Linked DNA regions of Gossypium raimondii: region 1 is linked to region 2. A link is a contact called in public Hi-C data. All regions are on one chromosome and are shown on one strand. Each heading gives the region's core, a stretch centred on a gene start, on an enhancer-like site or on the middle of the called end of the contact. The rest is flanking DNA. Distances are from core to core; before and after follow the strand shown. Region 1 has its middle 20 kb from the start of LOC128042065. Region 2 holds the start of LOC105773273.

Region 1 (4,298 bases), core at 71-2,570, 260 kb after region 2:
TGGTTGTTGCGAGATAGTGGCAGAGCCAAAAAATTTTTTTGAGGGTGTCGAAATTACATTGTATATTTTTACGATAGTAAAGCTGCAATTTCACCATTTTAATAGTTATTTTTATAATTTTTAAATGATTAAATCAATTTTTTATTATTTTTAGGGGTTAAAATGTAATTTTACTATTATTAATTTAAATTTTTATAAATTATAAAGTTCCCAAATAAAAATTTTTCCATTTTAGAGGGGGCAGGGCCTCTGCCAGCCCCCTGGCTTTGCCACTATTGGGAGAGCTTTACTGAAATACTCTGGCCCGAACTAGATTGATCCTAAGCTATAAAACGGATGAAAACACGTGTGATTATAAAAAAAATAATTATATTTAATTTACATTTATTAATTTTAAAAAGTTTGATGTAAACAAAATTTTGCTAATTTTAAGATAAAATTATTAATATGATATTATGATATTAATTTTTGTAAGTTGTTTATATTATGTGAAGCAAACAATCTTAAATTCATGTTTTTATTTATCTATTATTTGTTTGGTGGAGGTGACAAATATTTTGTGGATTTTTTAAAAGAAATTCAAATTTCAAAATTATTTTTAATCGTTATTACTAAATGTGATCATTAATTTAATATAAATATTTTCTGTATTTACTTTCTTATATAATTCTAAATTTGTATATTATTTTAATAGTTTTACATACTAATTAAATTTTTATTTTCATTATATTTAAAACGTTATTTTTCTCTCAATTATTTTTCAAAAGTAGTTGACATTTAGTATAATCATCATTTACTTAACACAAATAAAGTTTGTATTCATAAAAGACATAATATTTGTTTGATCATTTGGTTTTTAAGCAATAAAAGCACTTAATACAAATTTTACATTTAATTACTATTAAAAATTTCAAGCACAATGCTAAAAATTTAAACTTAAGCATGGAAATGAAACTTATTTTCCATTAAATAAAGGAGCTTAATTCAACTAATCAATTAAATTCAATTTTTTTTTAGAAAAAATATAAAACTCACTTAAAACTCAAGTCAAATTTAATTAAGTTCTTAATTTATATCCTTATATTTTTAACTCAACTTGAACTCAATTAACTTCATTATATTCCGGCTCTATATTAGAAGGATATTTAGGCAGTAGGATGTATAAGTAAGTTAAATTTCAAAGGCTTTCCATTGCCATTAAAATGGTGGCTGCCATACCTTACTATTAAGATTTGCAGGTATTGATTGGGCGGATAATCACTCCTGAGATCTCAGACAAGTTTCTTGCTCTAACAAGAATTTCCATTGCCATTAAAAACTTAAAAAGAGGTCCAACTATTCCTCCAAAATTTGGATTGTAGGCCAGAGTTTATTTTTGGGTTAACAGATTTGGGCCGACTTTTGATGGGTTTCGGTAAGAATAGATAGCAAACCAGTTCTACTAGTTTTTATCTGTTCAATCAATTCCAATGCTGCGTTCAAGGGTGATTTTGAGCGTTTTACTCAAAACTTGATTTAATATCACCATTTATACTTAATGGATTCTTAATTCAACTGATCCGATAGATTAAGTTGATATAATTCCAATTACATTAAAAATAATTTTTAAACATTTTAGATGAGATTTACTCAATAAGCTTATTTTTTTGACGGTGTCAATAATATTCTAATTTAACTTTTTTCCTAATGTAATCCTAATTTTACTTTTGAAATCTATTTAATAAAAACAGAAAATTGTGCCACCATTATTGCATCTTTCAAATAATTTTAAATTAACATTGAAAATTTTCATTTACTCTCATAAAATTCCTAGATTTATTTAATAATCTATGATTATTTCTTGAGTGGTAAATTTCTTTTGTAAATGACATGAATGAAAATACTCAATGATTCACCTTTCTCTCTTGTTCTTTCTTCTATTTTTCTTTCACTCTAGTAATCTTTTTCATCTTACTTTTTAGTCTTTTTATTTATACTGATTCAAGTCTTCTTATTTATACCCATTTTTGTTCTCTATTTTCTCTTATTTCGGTTTTGGCCTACAACCCATTGGGAATTTGGAAGGAAAGGAGATTTCTGGGAAAGTAACTCTGATTTGGTTATATCACCTTTAATTTCTTTGTTTGGTTTTCCAAAACCCACCTTCCAATATTTTATCAATTTTAATTTTCATGGGAATCCCTCCCAACCTTTGTTTTGAATATCTAACTTTTGATCAAGTTTTTGGTGATACCTGTAATTTTTCTGTGGGACAGTCATTGTCTTTCACCAAATCAGAAGGTTAATATCAGTATTAGTTATGCTCGATTATGTCACTTATAATGTAGATAAGAAAATATATTATGAATTTTTTAAAAAATTATTCAATAATAATAATTATAGGTGCAATGATAAAAAACTTATATATAAGTATTATTAAATACATATTCGATCATTAAATATGTAATTCTTAATTCTTTAGTATTATGAAAATAAAAATAACATCATAAAAATAATATTAATCATCATTTAGTTCATAATACTTATTATTTTGTCACTTTAATCTTAATTTTTTAAAATCACTTTGACTTTGGAAAATTAATTGAAATATAAGTCAAAACATATATCATGATCATTATGATAATATTACGTTTGACTTAATCCCTTAAAATCATCTTACGTAATTTGCGGGATTCAATATTAGTTTTGAATCGGTTCCTTCTTGTTAGACTTTTTACCCTGAAAATATCATATTAGCAAACAAGTAATATTTGAAAACTCTCTTAAAAGGTTTTGGAGAAACTTCTAATTGTTGTCACCAGTTGGATTCAAAGAAACGATTTCCATTAGAAAGTTTTGGCAAGCTCAAACCAAAGGTTGATGATGTTTTTCAAATTTTGAAGAGGAGTGGCAACAACGCATTTAAAGTTGAATTGTACTATGACATGTTAATCCAGTCCTTTAACAATAGAATGTATTATTTTTTTGAGAGGGTTTTGTCATTCCTTCATAGAGAGTCGTGTACAATTCACAGATATGGTCACGTTATTTCTTCGTGGGTGGCCGTACATCATGTATAGTCAAGATGCCTTTCTTTGTGAACAATAAACAACTCTCTATGGAGGGGGGCAAAACCCTCCTAGGGGACAATACTTTCCATTATTGAGGGACTGAGTCGGCATTCCTTAAAGACGACATTTTGAAGACTTCTAAATAAAAGTGGAAATAAATTTGAGAAATTTCGAAAAATAAATTTAAGTTTATTTTTAATTTTAAAAAAAACATGAAAGAGATATATATATTTTTTATTTTTTCATGATTTTTGGAAAATTTTAAAGATTTTTTGGAAATTTATTTTTTGAATTTTTCTTATAAATTTTATATTATTCATGGAGGTGATATATAATATTAGATATTGTCACATAAGCAACAAAAGGTTAAAACAATTTACTTCAAATATGGAGACCAAATTAAATAAAAGTATAAATATTATGGATTAATTTGTATGAACTTATATATAAAATACCAAAATAAACCTTTAAAAACACAAATTAAGGAGAGATTATTTTATTTCTTCATGTAAGAAACATGGAGTAGTTTATTAATTTATTTACAATTTAAGGTATAATATAGGAACTGTTACGGTCTTGACACATTTTTTTGTGAGAAAATAACTATAAAACTTTAAACTATGCTTAATATATATATAACATTGGCCTTATTGCTATCAAGGATTCAAGAACATCCTTTGGAGCTGCTGTCAACACATTAACTCCTTCCACGTTAGCTGAAATTATCTTGACAATCCTGATTGTTTCCCTAGGGACATAGTTTACCACCCAATGAATTTTATTCTATAACAACTTCTAATTTACCTAACCAATGCAGAGATTAAATTTGAAGATGCGTCCTTTTTTATATCTATTCAGTATACAATATTCCCTGTTGAATACATCATTGTTGACATTAAACACCAATAGTACAATATTTAAGAAATTAATAATGAAGGATACTAGAAAATGATGCTTTATAATGTAATAAAAATAGAAAGATGGTCGCAAAGGTAATTCCTCGCCCCCCAGTTGTCAAATTGCAAATACCTCTTTTTGTTTTTTGAAAATAAAATGATTAAATCTGATGATGATTTTTTATTTTCAAATAATTATTGTGTATAGTTAAGGGAAAGGCTTGGCCTCTTCCAATATTTCATTAGATGAAAAGTTTGAACCTTTATGCCAAAATGGAATATGTGATAAACCTCAAGGAAATCATGTGGGCAGTGGCTACATTTTCCTTCCATTTTCTATTAAAACCTGTAT
Region 2 (4,500 bases), core at 1,252-3,751:
AACTGGTAGCTAGAGAAAACCGAGGGGTCAAACCGTTCTACTGTACTTGTGAAATATATATTCTTTTGATTGCCTATTAGTACAAGCGACTTCCTCCCTCCCTGGCCATTTGGGAATCATGGGTTTAACAGTTTGGTTCAGTACTATACATTATTTTCTTGTTCAATGCTATCGGGGTACCATTCTCAATCAACTCTAACAGTCAACTATTGAAAATTTGAATATGAACCAAGTTAGATTTCTGGGTTGTTAAATACAATGCAAGAAGAGGAGAAAATGCCTTTACTACGTAGATTTTCTTCCTGTTTTCCAAGCCTTCCATCTAATTTCATTGATTCTTTCTCTTCCACTAACTGCCACATTTCACGTTTACAATATATATATATATATTCTAGATTATGAGTAATATACAGACTGGAAAACTAGTAATATTTTTCTTGATGATGATGATGTGAACCCTAAATATCAGATTTTGGAATGCCAAGAATATTTCGTCACAATCGAGTCCATGATACAAACAGCGTGAGTTGGCACATAGTAATATAAACGAAAAAGTTTATGACATAACATTTACTATATTTTGGGCCTAAATTTCTACAAGAACCAAAAGAACCTGCATATGCTACTAAAACTGAAACAAGGGTAACATTTCCTGATACTGAATCAGGCAATCTTTCGGCAAATATCGTCCATATATCCATGATAGAAGCTAACTAGAGATATGTGTTCCTTTTTCCCTCTAAAAGTTCTAGCTAATCATGTCTATAGTTATGTAATTTGGGCATGTTTAGCATAAAATCCAATCATATTGTATTTCTTCATTGTGATTATATGTTCAGAAGCGCAGACACCCCATCCATGATGCCTTTTGAGAGAAGATGAAGCTAAATGCTGCTGCTCACTGTGATGATCCTTGTCATTTTCATCAAATTCCAACTACAAAAAATGTTCTTTTAAAAAAACAAAATGTATGAACTTTAGAAGGGGACCCGGAAGTTTGATAAATAGTTATGAAGCAATTCTGTTCTGGGGATCGGGCTGTGAGCAAAGATCATCTCTGTTTATTCCTCTTGTGGATCTTGCAAGAGAAGACTTAAATCATAAGATGAGGGTTAAGGAGAGCTAATACAAGAGGATATCAAAGATTCAAGTCATAGATGCAATAGAAGTAGCTCCACGATGAGAATCCAAATCCGCTCATCCTCTCATCAAGATAACCAACAATCAAACCATGAAGTCCTAACCCTTATATTGCACTCTGGATTTTTCAGAACAAATGAACAAGAAAACAGCAGCTAAGAACAGAGTAGCCAAAAGAAACTAGTATATTCCATTTCGGAAAGACTTGTAACTTATTATGCTCCGAAAATAGGAACTTAGACGACCTAACTTAGCCTATATTAGCCTGAGGAAGATACTCCAAAAATGGATGACTCTTGCATCCACTCAAATATGCTAAGCAAATAAGCAAGTTGGAACCACCATTGAAACTCATTACTACAAAAAAAGTGAGGCAGACAAGTATTTTCAGGTTCACAACCAAGCACATTCTAACTATTGTTTGTCAGGATTCTCGGGTTCTTCTTCCTTTTCAGGATCTTCCTCCTCTTCCTCTTTCTTTTCTTCCTCTTCTTCATCTTCTTCCGGAGGATCGTATGGCATTGGTGGTGGTAATGGTGTCTTCATAGGGCTAAATTGAGGAAATATATCAGGTCTACGCCCGGGTTTAGGCCTCTCCCACTCCTGCCATTTAAACAAAGGAAAAAAAAACAATGAAAACATGTTTCTCAAATGATTGATTTATCTAAGCCAAACTGCCACTACCCATTAATCAAACACAACAAAACAGAGTATTACAGCAACAAACAAAAAAAAAAAAAACCATCATCTTAACTATTACTGCATAATGTTTTTTTGTTCACAAAAGCTGACCACAGGTATCGTATCATGTAGTTAGGGATTGCCCCGACTGCGAAAAACTTGAAATTTCCCAAACCCATCAGCAAGGAAATAAAAAACTAGTTACAGAGTATAAAGGACTTACAATGGGGAAATCGAGGGGATTGCGGCGAGTCAATTTCTCTTCCTCGGGAGCCATACAAACCACATGACGTGTCTTTCTCCTGCTCCGTTGATGGCCATTAGAGACTCTAAAGGCGAGGGGGTATCTGCAAATGACACCCGTGGAAGTGTAAGAAGAAGAGGTGGAGGTGGTTGAGGGCGGCGCTAGGGTTATGGACGGAGGGGATAAGGAGATGCAAATGAAAGATGCCATGGTATTTGGTGGGGTGTACTGCTTCCCAAGCTGGGGCGAAACAGAGTTAAGAAAGGGTCTTATACAAATCCGACCGCCTTTTCTCCAAGTCGTGCGCTACTCAAGAGTGGGTTTCTCAAACAATGACCATAACTCTAATTTCTGGTGGCTCAGCCCTCTCACTCTTTCAGATTTTATGTGTACCCCCTAAATAAAAACTAACTGATAAGTTTACTTTTTTGTCATTTAACTTTAAAAAAATTTCAGAACTCTTTCTACTTCATTTAAATATCTTCAGGTTGTATTTTTCCTGTATTTTCGTTTTCGGGATGCAATAGGAGGTAATAAGTTTTTTCATTTCTACATTAGAGAGTTATTACCAAATGGCGTTCTACATCAACAGACTAATTTTAATCAAAACCAGTTTTTCTGATGAAATTGCAAAATCTCTACTTTAAGATTCTATTGTCCATAGAACCATGGACCATGTTATATACCAAAGAGTCTTTTAACACTTTTAAAAGTTTCATTCAATAAAGCATCCATGCAAATACACCAAAGAACCCAAATAGTACTAGAGAAAGCTATAACTATTTGATTCAAGCCTTAAACTCTCCACCTCCCAAGGCGCTTCCTAGCTGCTAGTGGCACTCTCCACCTCAATGGGGCAGTCTGATTTTCCCCCTCGCTGTCTTCACTATCTAGCACTACTACCTTTTCAGATATTGAAGATTCTTGTTCCATTTCTTCTGCTCCTTTCTCCTTTACCTCCACATCAGCTTGCATGCTTTGAACAACTTGATGAGACTGCGGCTTCTGGTCACCCCTGCATCCCTGTTGCAGTTGTTGTGTTGAAGGAATTAAAGATAGCTTACGACCAAGCCCCTTTTTTTCAAGAGTTTGGGGCTTTGAATATGGCAAGTTTTGAACCGGCATCACATTCTCTTTGTTGTTCACCTGTTGTCTATGTGATGAGCCTTTGAGTCCCAGTGAAAGCTTTTTACCTACTGAACTAAGCTTCTCAGTTTTTTTATTGGCAGAGATGTTTTCGGCTCTGTCAACATGACTCTCTTCAACTGTCCCAAGAATTTTCACTTTTTCAAATGTTTGCATTGGTTCCATAGACCCAAATGGATCTTTCTGGCTTTGGCATAGCTTTGAACTGCTCTTTGTGCTGCTGTTTGCTGAATTACCATCTTCATGCAGGTCAAGTTGTTGATTGTGGCTAGCCTGAGAAAATGAGGATTCAGAGGAAGCTTGATGTTGGTAGAGTGATGATAGGTAATTTGGGTCCACATTCTCCTTGTTATCAAAATCGTCCTTGCACTGACCAGACACTATCGAAGATGATTTCCGCCCCTTTCCATTAACTTTTTCATGGTTAAGGTTGTATCCGCTCAACACATCATTTTCCTTCTCTCTTTTTCGCTTACATTCCATTTGAGTTCCCGATGCCGAGAGAAATAAGTTGTGATTAGGCACCTTCCGGTCAGCATCTTTTTTCTTGTTTAAGATTGTAGATTCCAGTGATAACTTTTGGCTAATGCCATGTGTTCTTTTATTGCTAGGACTAAGCTCCAGAGCACCATGGTTTGATGCTAGGTCCAATCCTTGAACTTCCACCTGCAATCAAAAGAAGTATGAAGAATAACGAATCCAAAACAAACAACATAAAAATCAAATAAATCAACTGCTAATACCATCGTTGAATCAACTTTAGTTTCCGTGCATTGATAGCTACAACTGCTTTCTCCAGCTCCAGCCTTGGCATATTTTTCAGTCATTGATCGTGCTTTTTGGTCAAAAGCTTGTCTATTATATTTGTATTCCCTACTCTGTAGATTCATCAACATATCAAAAGCAAAGGGAAAACATAGAAAAGAAAAGAAAATCAATTTATCTTGAGAGAAATTCTACTTACTGCTTCACACATTAGGCCATCATCAGGATTTGGTTCGCTGAGCAATAGCCTTATACTTGTAAGCACTGTTGAAATGTTCAATGATGGTTGCCATGCCCCCTGTTTAGATGAGGACCATACTCTTCATGTCACATATCATATATCAGGTACTTTAAAGAAACAAAACTTCCATTTTAGAAGTGAAATAGAAGAGAAATCAACGAGGCAAACATGGTTTTTTAGCATAAAATTTTCAGTGTCCTCTACTAAACTTACACATCAGACAGTCTATTCTTCATGTTTAATGGTCCCTGTAAACAATTGAAAGTTCAATAACCTTAAACTT

The links. A called contact is a pair of places that touch in the nucleus more often than the background predicts.
Region 1: a Hi-C map of leaf shows a contact between it and region 2, with 2.6 times the contacts expected there. The contact joins the enhancer-like site here to the promoter of LOC105773273 in region 2. A contact is called at or near these places in 2 of 2 Hi-C or Micro-C datasets (both in leaf).

What each region holds. Positions count from the first base shown.
Region 1 is chr6:9,407,926-9,412,223 of ASM2569854v1, forward strand. No RefSeq gene overlaps it. Among protein-coding and RNA genes, the nearest start is that of LOC128042065, 20 kb to the left of the region's middle. Within about 2 kb of position 1,321, the one cell type or tissue checked has open chromatin away from gene starts, as enhancers often do. A contact at or near this core is called in leaf, where this site is marked.
Region 2 is chr6:9,149,891-9,154,390 of ASM2569854v1, forward strand. It overlaps LOC105773273, which reads right to left and starts at 2,502. Exons shown (of 3, transcript XM_012595020.2): 1 at 2,045-2,502; 2 at 1-1,743. The coding sequence starts at 2,275. The coding sequence ends at 1,555. LOC105773272 reads right to left here. Exons shown (of 6, transcript XM_012595019.2): 4 at 4,176-4,274; 5 at 3,955-4,089; 6 at 2,705-3,877. The coding sequence ends at 2,861.